2 separate regions of the Dromaius novaehollandiae genome follow, and region 2 is linked to region 1. A link is a contact called in public Hi-C data. All regions are on one chromosome and are shown on one strand. Each heading gives the region's core, a stretch centred on a gene start, on an enhancer-like site or on the middle of the called end of the contact. The rest is flanking DNA. Distances are from core to core; before and after follow the strand shown. Region 1 holds the start of LOC112993699. Region 2 has its middle 38 kb from the start of PTMA.

Region 1 (5,035 bases), core at 72-2,571:
TGGAGGCATGGCAGGGTTTCTGTCCTGATGTGGCTGTGGGAGCAGGCCCCGGGCAGGGAGAGCCCACCCCACGGCTTGCTTTTGTTTGGGGCCCCACCTGCAGGTGCTGGTGCCTTCCCCTGGAGGCACCACTCCCAGACCCTTGGGGTGAGGGATCCTGTGGTGGAGCCTGAGGTGGTGTCCTCAGCTGGTGCTGTCCACAGCCCCTCGAGCAGGGCTGCGTTGGGACCCCGTCCAGCAGTGTATTGGGTCTCACCAGGACCTTGGGCGGCCCCGCAGCAGCCGTCCCTGGCCCCTCTCCCTAATGGCTTTGCTCTCCCCTTAGGACGACGACGTCGATCCCAAGAAGCAGAAAACCGATGAAGATGACTAGGCAGCAAATTATTATTATTTTTTTTTAAATAAGGAGGAAAACAACAAAAAAGGCCAGCGCATCCTCTTCACCCTTGGGACCCTTCTCCCCCTGCCCGTCTCAACCCTTCCCACCCACCACACACACAAACACACACGCACCCCTTCCTCCACCTTCCGCCGTGGTCATCCTCACCAAGTAGAGTGAACCCCCACCCCTGCCCCCCAGCGCGGCGCTGCCATTTAATGAACATACAAAACGATTCGCCCGTTAGCGGGGAGAGAAACCCCCATTCCCCCACAGACCCCCTCCCCACCCAAGCACCAAAACTTCAAGGCCCTGCTTTCTTTCTTAAAAGTACTTTAAAGGAGAATTTGTTTGTATTTTTTATTTACATTTTATATTTTTGTACATATTGTTAGGAGGTCCGCCATTTTTAAGTGATCTCGGATTGACCAAAAGGGGGGCTTTGAAGTGTATATCTCTCTTGTTACCTATTTCTGACTTTACTTGTGGTGTGACCAGGCCCAAACCATTATCTCAAAGGAGAATAAAACAAAACCTTGTAAAAAAAAAAAAAAAAAAAAAAAGACAAAAATGCAAAAAAAAAAAAATTACAATCTTATTCTGAGCATTCCAGTAACTTTTTTTGTGTATGTACTTTAGCTGTACCATAGATTGTGGTTTGTATGAGGTGGCAAGGCCAAAGATAAAAAGTTTTTTTTTTCTTTTTTCTTTTTTTTTTTCCTGTCTATGAAGTTGCTGTTTATTTTTATTTTTTTCTTTTTTTGGCCTGTTTGATGTATGTGTGAAACAATGTTGTCCAACAATAAACCGGAATTTTATTTTGCTGAGTTGTCCTAACAAAGCTGCCTCCCAACTGCTGCTTTTTATTTTAGTTTTTGTTTGTTTTAGTTTTTATTTCTTTCTCCCCTTCTTTCTCTCCTTTCTTCCTTTCTTTGGTTTGGACTTGGGCAGGGAAGAGTTTGAGAGAGGACAGAGGGGCAGAAGCCGTGACACGGGAGTCTGGGCGCCTCGGTCCTGGTTTTCTCTAGCACAGGCTGTGCCGCCTCGGCGCTGCTTGGCAGAAGACGACGGGAGCTGCTGTTTGCCCGGCAGGGAAGGCAGCGGGGTCTCGCGGCTGTGCTCCGGGGAGAGCGTCTGCAGTCCGAACCCCACCAGACGCCCCAGCCTGCCTTCTCGTGCATCTTCCAGCTGCCTTCAGGGTTAGGAGGGACAGGTTAGTTAGCAAAGCTGCTGAAGGTATGGCTTAAAAGAGAGTGAGTGTACACCCGGGGTCTGGAGGTGCTCGGTAGTTTCTGCCTCCGTGAGGGCACCGCTCTGCATGGTGTCCCTGTGAAATTAAGAATTGCTGGAGATCATAGGAGAAAAGCTCCCACTTGCTCCAGAGCAGCTCCTTGGGCTTTTGAAGAGGGGACGAGAAACCCAGCCAAAAAAGCTTCCTTGCAACATCTGCTCCAGCTGCCTGTTGGCCCATGGGTGAGTTACCCTCTGGCTGCGGGGTGCCGGGGCTGTGCAAATCACCTCCCCTTGCTCAGGGAGGGTTTGGGGAGTGGCTGCTTGCAGCAGTGCGGGCCTTGTTTACAGCATTGCCAGGGCTGGGGTTCAGCAGGGATATGGGGCAGCGGTGAGAATTGGTCCCCGAGGGCTGCTGCTAGTGTGTACAAGTCAGCAGGGGGTTTCTTGGTGGGACTACAGGAGGAACCGGGGGGCGGGAGGGTTCTTTCTTCTTTAACAAAACAAAACCTAAAATGCTGTAACTTAGCCAAGAGCTCTGTTGCTTTGCTCCTAACCTTCCTCCTCCAACTAACTTTTCCTCCCTCCTCTAGGGTGTTGGAGCTAAGAATAGCTCAGCCTGCTTTGCCAGGTGTGCAGAGACTGTTTGCAAGAACCCGTCTTGTGTCTGCTCCTCTGAAACCTTCTCTGCATCCACAGCGTGGCTTGAGCAATTCCCCTTTCCCTGTTGACCTGGGCTGTGACAAAGCCTTGCCAGATGATCTCATTTCCTGTGCTTGCACTTCAATCCTGGCACTTAGTCTTGAGATGCTGGGGCTGATTGTTGTTAGAAAAAAAGAAACTGTAGTGTGTTTTAATACACCGGCTGCAAGGCTCACAGCTCCTCCTGATCCCCAGGAGCAGCCCTGTCTCTTACTCTGTATTTACACCAGTGGCAAATAAGCTCAAGAGCTGGGCCCTTGTCCCTAATTATCCAACTTAATCGTAGTGCTAGCTGATAGCTTATCAGATTTACAGCCTTGCTTCTCAGGCCTCATCCAGCCATGCTTGTCGCCTGGCTCCAGCAGGGCTGCAGGCTAGCCATAGATTTGATAAGCGGGTGCTGTGATGCTCCTGAAAGGACGTGACAACGTGGGCATGGCAAAGAGCACCGCCAAGTGCCACCGTTCTGCCGAGCGCGCTTTGTCATGGAGCAGAGGCGCGTGCTCCAGAGCTGGTGCTGTGGGAGGGACGCAGGCGGCTGAGGGAGGGACCGAGACGCCTGCAGCGTGCGGCTCCGTCAGGCGTGTGCCTGCATTTCCCTGCTAGGCGATCCGATTGCCACTTCACAGCAGGGATGGATCCCCCAAGGATGGGGTTGTGGCCTGGGTTGCTGCTGCTGAGCAGAGGTGCAGAGGCAGCCTGGGGGCCACCAGCCCCTGTGCTGCACGCAGGCTGCTCTCTGTGCCCAGGCAACCATCTCCCAGTGGCGGCACGTCTGCTCTTGCCGTGCTCTGCGGGGTGGGAAGAGCACCTGTGCCCAGGCCCGCGATGGCACAAGCCTCTGCACCCTCGGGCTTTAGCTCCCGAAGGCTGCCTGGGGCCTTGCTGTGCCCCACGTGGGGCTTGTGCAAGACGATGGGCTCCCCCGCTGCCTTGTTAAAGCTGCTGCTTGCAAATTCGCAAGGTAAATTATTCAAATAAGTTTCTGCAGCTCAGGAGCGGGTAAGAGCAGGTTCTCCCCATGTCACCGAGACCCAAAGATCCAGGATGCACAGCCAGCACAAGGCTCCTGGGGCCTGGCTTTATACCAATGGGCTGCTGTGGGGCTGAGACCTGGTGCAGCTTGAGGCACAGCTGGCCATGGCTGCAGCCTGGGGCTGCCCTGCTGCAGGGGAAGAAGCTTTGGGGGGAGAGTTGGCCTTACTGCCCCTTGCGTTGCTGAGCCAGAGCCCATCGCATCCCACCCCACTGCCTTTCCCAGCCAGGGGAAACCCAGGGTGGTGGGTCGGAGCCGGAGCGGGGCCGCCTTGGTCTGCAAAGGGGCAGGAGCGAGGCCGGCCAGCACTGGGGTAAAACTAGAGGCTCTCCCTGACATTTATAAGGGTGAATTGAGCTCCCCGAGGAGGCTGAGGCCCAGTCGGGAAGGAAGGCTCTGGGGGCTGAGATCAGGCACAGCTTGGTGCACGGGGCACTCTAGGACCCCTCCGTGCACACAAGCCCAGCTGCACTGCAACCCAGCCCCAGCCAATCCTCATGCAGCAGCACAGCCTCCCAGCCAATCCTGCGCTGCCACCTGTCCTTTTCCCCCACCAATCCCCCATTCTGCTGTCATGCTGCTCTCCACCAATCACAATTGAGCAATGCCTGGCCCTAGCCAATCCAAAGCCACCACCTGGCTCCTCTCCTAACCAACTGGGTGCTGCCATCTGTCCCTGCTACCAGCCAACCCCGCATTACCCTTTGTTGCAGCAGCCCACCAATCTCAGGTCAAGTGGGGCTGGCCCCAGCCAATCCAGTTCCACCATCTGTCAGCAGCCCTGGCCAATCGGGGACAGCCACACCCAGCTGGAGGGTATAAAAGCCAGCCAGGCAGGCTGGGCTGGGGAACCAGGCTGAGCTGGTTGGAGAGGGTAGGCTGTGCTTTGCTGGGGTTGCTGCTCTGTGGGGTGATGTTTTAGGGCTGTTGTGGGGCTGACCAGTGTGTTTGAGCCCCCTCTGTGCTGTCGCTCAGCAAGGTGGCTCCATTCCCTGGTCTCACCCCAGCCGGGTGGCCTTGGGGCTGGGCTGGCGTTTTGTGGAGGGGCTCCTGGCTGCTCTGCTTGCCTCGGCTGATGTCTGGGAGGATGAACTTGGTGCCATCTGCAGTGCGCTGTGGGCAGCGGGGTTGGAGCGGGCTCAGAGCGGGCTCCTGCCTCTGCTGTTTTGGGGCTATGGACTGATGGAGCTTCCCATCTCTTCTACAGCTGCCCAGCCAGCCTTCAGACTGAGGGTCCATGGAGGAGCTTGCAGGCTTCAGTAAACATTAAGACCTGTTCCTGGATTCAGGAACCTGCTTATGGTGGTTAATCTTTCCTGTGGTAGCTGACTGCAGCTGAAGTGACTGGAAGAATAATTGCCCTCTAGAAGAGCTCCTCTGTCTCCTGTGAATAAGGCACTGGAGAGGTTGCACATGCAGCAGGGCTTGATGATGGCTCTTCACATCACCTGGTGCCCTGATGCTGTAAAGTGCCTTCTGTGTAAATGTGAAGTGCCAAGGGGATCTGTGATCAAACACTTGGCTGTTGTCTCAGGCTGGGGACTGTGAATCAAAGGAGGTCTCCCTCATCTGAAGAAGGCTAATGAGAGCTGTGTCAGCTGAAGATGCTGCTGAGGATGTCTCAGAAATGGCTTTTGGGGTAAGCTGGCCTTGCACCTGGAATTGCCTGCTAGGATATGGGGAGTCTG
Region 2 (5,407 bases), core at 1,391-3,890, 48 kb before region 1:
TCCCAGGGGAGAGCCACCAGCTGCGCCTATCACACCACAGGGGACAGGTCCCTTGGGCCCCTGTGTCCCCGGGTGCAAACAGGGTGCAGAAAGACAGAGCTCGACAGGGACATGATGCCGCCGCACCAGCGTGCTTGTACTTTGGCAGGCGCAAGCAGGGTTTTCGGGCAGCCTCTGACGGGGCAGACAGTGACACGGTCCCCTGCTATTGCCGAGGCAGTTTTGATGAAGGACGTGGTGGAAAAGGACTACCTAGGGCAAAGCATTGGGGAGCCCACTTGCACCCTCTGCCCCTGGGGAACAGCAGTCTCCCTGAACCAAATACTAACCTAAAGTACCACCAGGAACATGCCACAAGGGAGAAACCAGGGTGATATTCAGGAGACCAACCCTTGGGGCCCAAATCCTTGGACATCTCAGGCTCAGTGACACCCAGCCTGCTTTCTAGCCCCTCTGTTCCCAAAGGGCTCATCTCCAGCCCAGCCACAGTGGAGATGCCACAGGGGTGTCCCCTGAAGACACACAGGGTCAGGAGCCCTGAGCCAGGAAAGTCAGCTGCAGTGACTCAGGAGGAAGGAAGGAAGGGAAATTCAGACTCACTTCTCTGCCCTCAGCGGCCCTTCGACCGGTTTCCTGGCTCCAGGCAGTTTGCGCAACGGCTCGCGCAGGGGAAGAGGGCCGAGCTCCTCGCGCAGCAGACCCTTGAGGCGGCTGCGGTCAACCCCAGGTCTCGGTCTCACTCATGCAAACAGCCACACCAACGGCTTTTTGCAAACAGCCTGCGCGCAGGGTGGCTCGCGAGCGCCTGCCCTGCTGCCTGCCCTCATCCCCCCAGCCCAGGGCTCAGCCCCTTTCCAGATGGCAGAGAGCATCCCCAGGCAGGTGCATTGCCATCCTTCACAACGGCTCTCACATGTCCTCCGTGGCAGCTGGCGATGCCGCGGGGGAGACTGCAAACCTAGGCAGGGTGCATCAAGCTGCATGGGTGCTCAGCCACGCTCTAACCAGCAATGCAAGGGTCACATCGCTGTAACGACGGGGCTGGTTCTCCGGGGTGGAGAGAGGTGATTCAGTGGGGCGGCTGTCTCATGTTGCTGTGACAGACATCTCCATCTTCTGCTCACACAGGGCTGGTGGCTTTGGCATGGAAACGTCACTCTGGCATTCAAGTTCACCATGGTTTGCTCAGTGATTTCCCACAGTTCAAAGGTTGAGGCCTCTTATACTTTCTCGCCAAGGCTGCTGTTTCCCTGCCACCCTCAGACTCCTGCTAGCCGGCAGGGCAGAGAGCAAATGCAGCACTGCAGGGACCCCAGGCCCTGCGCCACTCCCTCCACCACCTGCCTGACACCTCACCTCCCCAGCCCGTGCCCCCAGCGCATCCCCTCCCGGCCCAGGGCGCAGGGGCAGGACTGGCGGGCAGCAGCAGGACTGTTTGGAAACAAACCTGCTCTCCCCTGCTGCAGCCCAGGCCACACAGGAGAGGGGGGCACAGGCCAGATCTGGGACCCATCGTGCCATCAGCAGGCCCACACTGATCCCATTCAGCCCAGGCAGGAGTTTTTCCAGTTTCTAGGACAGGGCCCAGCAAGCTGGAGCCCTGGCTCACACAGCAGCACCGGGGTCAAGGGCTGGAAGACAGGGGGGCCTGGGGTCAGCAACGCTGCAGCTGCCTCAGCAGCTCTGCTGCGGCAGGCCGGGCCAGGTGGCTGCGTGCTGCTGCCTGGGGCTGCAGCTGCCGGCACCTGGGCAGTGGGGGCTGCAGGGATACTCCCCAGCAGGTCCAAGCCACCCCCAAAGCCAACACCCAGGAAGAGGCTGAGCTAGGCTGCAGGTCACTTTCCAAAGGGGTTTTCCAGGGTGGGAGGAAAAGGAACAGGATGAAGCCACTCTGTTTCCAGGTGGGGAAACTGAGGCACAGGCTGTGTGCCTGTCCACAGCCATGCAGCAGAGTGGGGCAGAGCCAGTCACCCTGCAGTCCCCGACCTTCCCGGCAGCTCTGCCCACCCCGGCTGCCGCAGGCACAGCCCGACCCGGCTCCCCTCCGCCCGACACCGCGGCGCAGCCGGCCAGGCCCCCCATGCTCCGGCCAGCAGGCTCGGGGGGGAGGGGGGGGCAGGCAGCGTGAAGCAGCCGCCCCGGGGCAGAGGCAGCAGGCCAGCGCGCTCGGCACCGCTCCCCAGCGACCCTGCAACAACAGGGGGCAGCTCTGTGCTCGCCCCGCGGCAGCCGCGCCGTCCCGAGCGAGCTCCGACCGCCCCGCCGCTGCCCTCGGCCACCCCCACCGAGCCGCCCCCCCCCCGGCACAGCGCACCCAGCTCCCCGCAGACCCCGCCGTCACCCGCAGGTGCAAAGGAGGAAGGAAACAGGCAGCTAAACAACGAGCCCCGGCAAAACAGCGAGCGGGGCGAGCCCCGGCTGCCGCATGTTTATTCGGGTGCGGGGAAAGAGGCTGACAAATACCTGCCGAGAGAGCGAGCGTCCCTCGCCCCGGCACCGCGGCGGCCGCGTCCCCCGCAGGGCGCAGCGCTCCTGCAGGCGGCCGAGCGCGGGGCGCCGCGGCGGGGCATCCCGGTCCCGGTCCGCTCCCGGCCCCTGTCCCTGCCGCGCCCCGCCGGGGCTCCCGCACACAAAGGCTCCGCTTTTAAAGCCCGGCGTCCCGATTCCCCCAGCCCCACACGGCCCTGATTGGCTGGGCCGAGGCAGGGCTGCTGCCTGGTCCCCCCCCTCCACGGCGAAGGGGGGGTGGAAAAAGAAAAAGATTTTTTTTTAAAAAAGCAAAGCAAACCGCGAAGCAGAAAGTGAGAAAGAGCCCCAACCGCTGGAAAAAGCGAGTCCGGCCTTGCCCTAAGCGGCCCCCCCGACCCCCCCCCCCCCCCCCCCGGTACCTGCCGGTACCCGCAGCACTGCCAGCCTGGGCGTGCGAGCGGCCCAGCTCCGGCCCCGGCAGCGTGCGGCTGTGCGCGGTGCCGCGGGAAAGGCCTCGCTCGCCTGCAAACCACAAGCCGCTGGTGGAAAAAACCTGCTAATGCCGGGCCTGGCAAAGCAGAGACAGGCGGTTATTCACGAGAGCGGCGCTTCGCCGGCACCTCCCCTCTGCAGCCCCCTCGCTGCCCCCGCTCCTCCCCGCGGGTCCGGCCTTGGCCCCCGGGCTGCCCCGCGGCCCCGCTTGCCGCAGGCCCCTTTCTGGGGGGTTTGCGGGGAGCTGTGTTCTTCCCGCTCGTCGGCAGGGGGTATTCTTGTACCGAGCAACCCGGCCCCTCGGCCCGGGCTGCCGCCCCCCAGCCCCGTCCCCCTCCAGTGGTTTGAGCGGGGCTCGCGGCAGGGCTGCGAGGGGCCGAGGAGGGCCGGGGCTGCGGGGAGACCACCCGCGCCAGCGCACACGGTGCGGCCCCGGCCGCTGCTCGGCGAGGCCTTAACGCAAGCCCGGCCAGGGCATCTGCGCTTCGGGGGGTCAGCGGGGAGCCCTGCCTGCTGCAGAGCGGCCGAGCGCAGCCCCGGGCACGCTCAGAGCCGGGTTTCGGGGTGTTCATACCAGCAGCGGGGCCGGGGCAGTTTCCCGGGCCAGAAACACGTTTCTGTCTGGTGTCTGAAACTGTGCAAAACTCCATGCTAACACGGAAAGAGTTTCCCACCTCCTCGCGCTTCAGCCCGGTGCTTTTAACATGCAAGGAGTGCTGCTCACATCTGCTTTTAGTAGGCTCTCGGCCCCTTCTCGACCGAACAGGGCCAGGCATGGCTGGGGAGCAGGTACGTGCATGTGCACACGTCTGTGTGTGTGTGTGTGTGCGCGCACACGTGTGTGCATGCCCGTGCGTGCGGGGCAGCGCCAAGCTGAGCCCCTCTGCTGGGCAGGATGGGTGCTCCGGGGATGGAGGGTGGCCGGGGTCCGCTCCTGCCAGCCCGGGAAGGGGAGGGCTCTCCGGGGAAGCAGGGCGCCCTGCGGAGGCAGGAGGGGCGGGCGCCGCCGGGACCACCAATCCCAAGCCCCTCTTTTGCTTTGAATTTCAGAAACGGCAGCGCTTGCACACACGCTTTGTTAGGGGGCACATGCCGAGCACCTCGCCGGGGCCTGCTGCTGCATCCGCTCTGCTCCCCGCCCAGGTGCCGGATCTTGCCCCCAGCAGCGGGCCCTGGGTAGCAGCCTGCCAGAACGTTTCACGTGGAGCCTCACAGGCCGTGGGGCAGTTTTGTAACAGTGTCCGGGGTCCGGGCGGCCCGATTAAGTCAGTGACTCTTCACTCAATGCCGTGCAGAGCTGTGTGGCTGTCACCTTGTGTCCCCATAAAAAAGCCCCCTGACAGTGCCAACAGAGCAGGAGCTGCCACGTACTGCACGGACAGGAGACCTCCCTTGCTCCCAGAGGGAGTCCAAACTCTTCAAAGCCTCTTAGCCCATCCTTGCTTCTTCTGTCAGACTTGTGGGTAGCTCTAGCTTAGCACTTGTTGTCCTGCAGAGGGGGAAACTGAGGCACGGAAGCCGGGCTGGCTTCACTGAGGAGCTTGGCACCAGCCAGCCGTGGTCGAGCCTGCCCTCTGCTTCTCTTCTTACCAAAAAGGCAGATTTTACTTCCAGGTGGTGCCCTGCGAGCCCTCGCTATGGCACCATGAGGGCAGGCTGGGCTCCTTCCAGCTTGCGTATCAGTTCCCAAATCAGGGATCGTATCCGGGCTGCGAGGGACCTGCATAACGTGACATGGCTGTTGGGATTTGCCACAGGACACGTGTCCTCCTAGGGGGGACCTGTCCCTGGGCTGATAACCCTGAACGCCATGAGAGCGCCAGCCCTCGGAGCGGGGTCAGTGGGGCCGAGCTGTACGGGGGGGTGAGGTGAGGACTCGGTGTCTCTTCGTTAATGATACGTGGCCACGGGAAGGCCATATCCCCCCATCCTGTTGCACTTGCCAGAGCTGGGACACGGGGAGCTTGCTGGGGTGAGGGAGGAGAGGGGCAGGACAGCCCAGCCCTCCTCTCCTGCCCAGGGGCCAGCGATGCCCCCGGCAGTCTCAGCTCTCGCCGAGTCCCCAGGGATGTTATTTGCTTTAAAACAAGCAGCAGCAGCAAGTACCTCTCATCTGTAATGGCCTAGTTAGAGCCAGGACTGGCTGCACTTCGCTCATCTTGGCTGGAAGAAGTGACAACAGCCAATTTGGCACTGTCTGGGACTGAAGCAGGGACAGTGGATGCTGTCAGTGTGATACCTACAGCACAGGCAGGACACTCGTTGGAAAGCTCTCCAGGTCCTTCATTTGCAATGCCCGTTCCCATGTACTTGGCCACAGCGTTGTCCTCCTGTTAGCAGCGAAGATACATCTCCAGGGACTTCAAAGAGCGCCTGTGATTTTAGTGCTGGCGGAGGAAGCATTTGCCCACGGAGAGCGAAGCGATTTTGTAAACGTGGCCTTTCT

Evidence for each region. A called contact is a pair of places that touch in the nucleus more often than the background predicts.
Region 2: a Hi-C map of brain shows a contact between it and region 1, with 2.8 times the contacts expected there. The contact joins the enhancer-like site here to the promoter of LOC112993699 in region 1. A contact is called at or near these places in 3 of 4 Hi-C or Micro-C datasets (brain, liver and ovary).

Annotation. Positions count from the first base shown.
Region 1 is chr9:12,696,160-12,701,194 of bDroNov1.hap1, reverse strand. LOC112993699 reads left to right here and starts at 1,321. Exons shown (of 2, transcript XM_064516742.1): 1 at 1,321-1,852; 2 at 4,555-5,035. PTMA (prothymosin alpha) reads left to right here. Exons shown (of 5, transcript XM_064516743.1): 5 at 326-1,220. The coding sequence ends at 373.
Region 2 is chr9:12,745,059-12,750,465 of bDroNov1.hap1, reverse strand. No RefSeq gene overlaps it. Among named protein-coding and RNA genes, the nearest start is that of PTMA, 38 kb to the right of the region's middle. Within about 2 kb of position 2,640, at least 1 of the 2 cell types and tissues checked has open chromatin away from gene starts, as enhancers often do.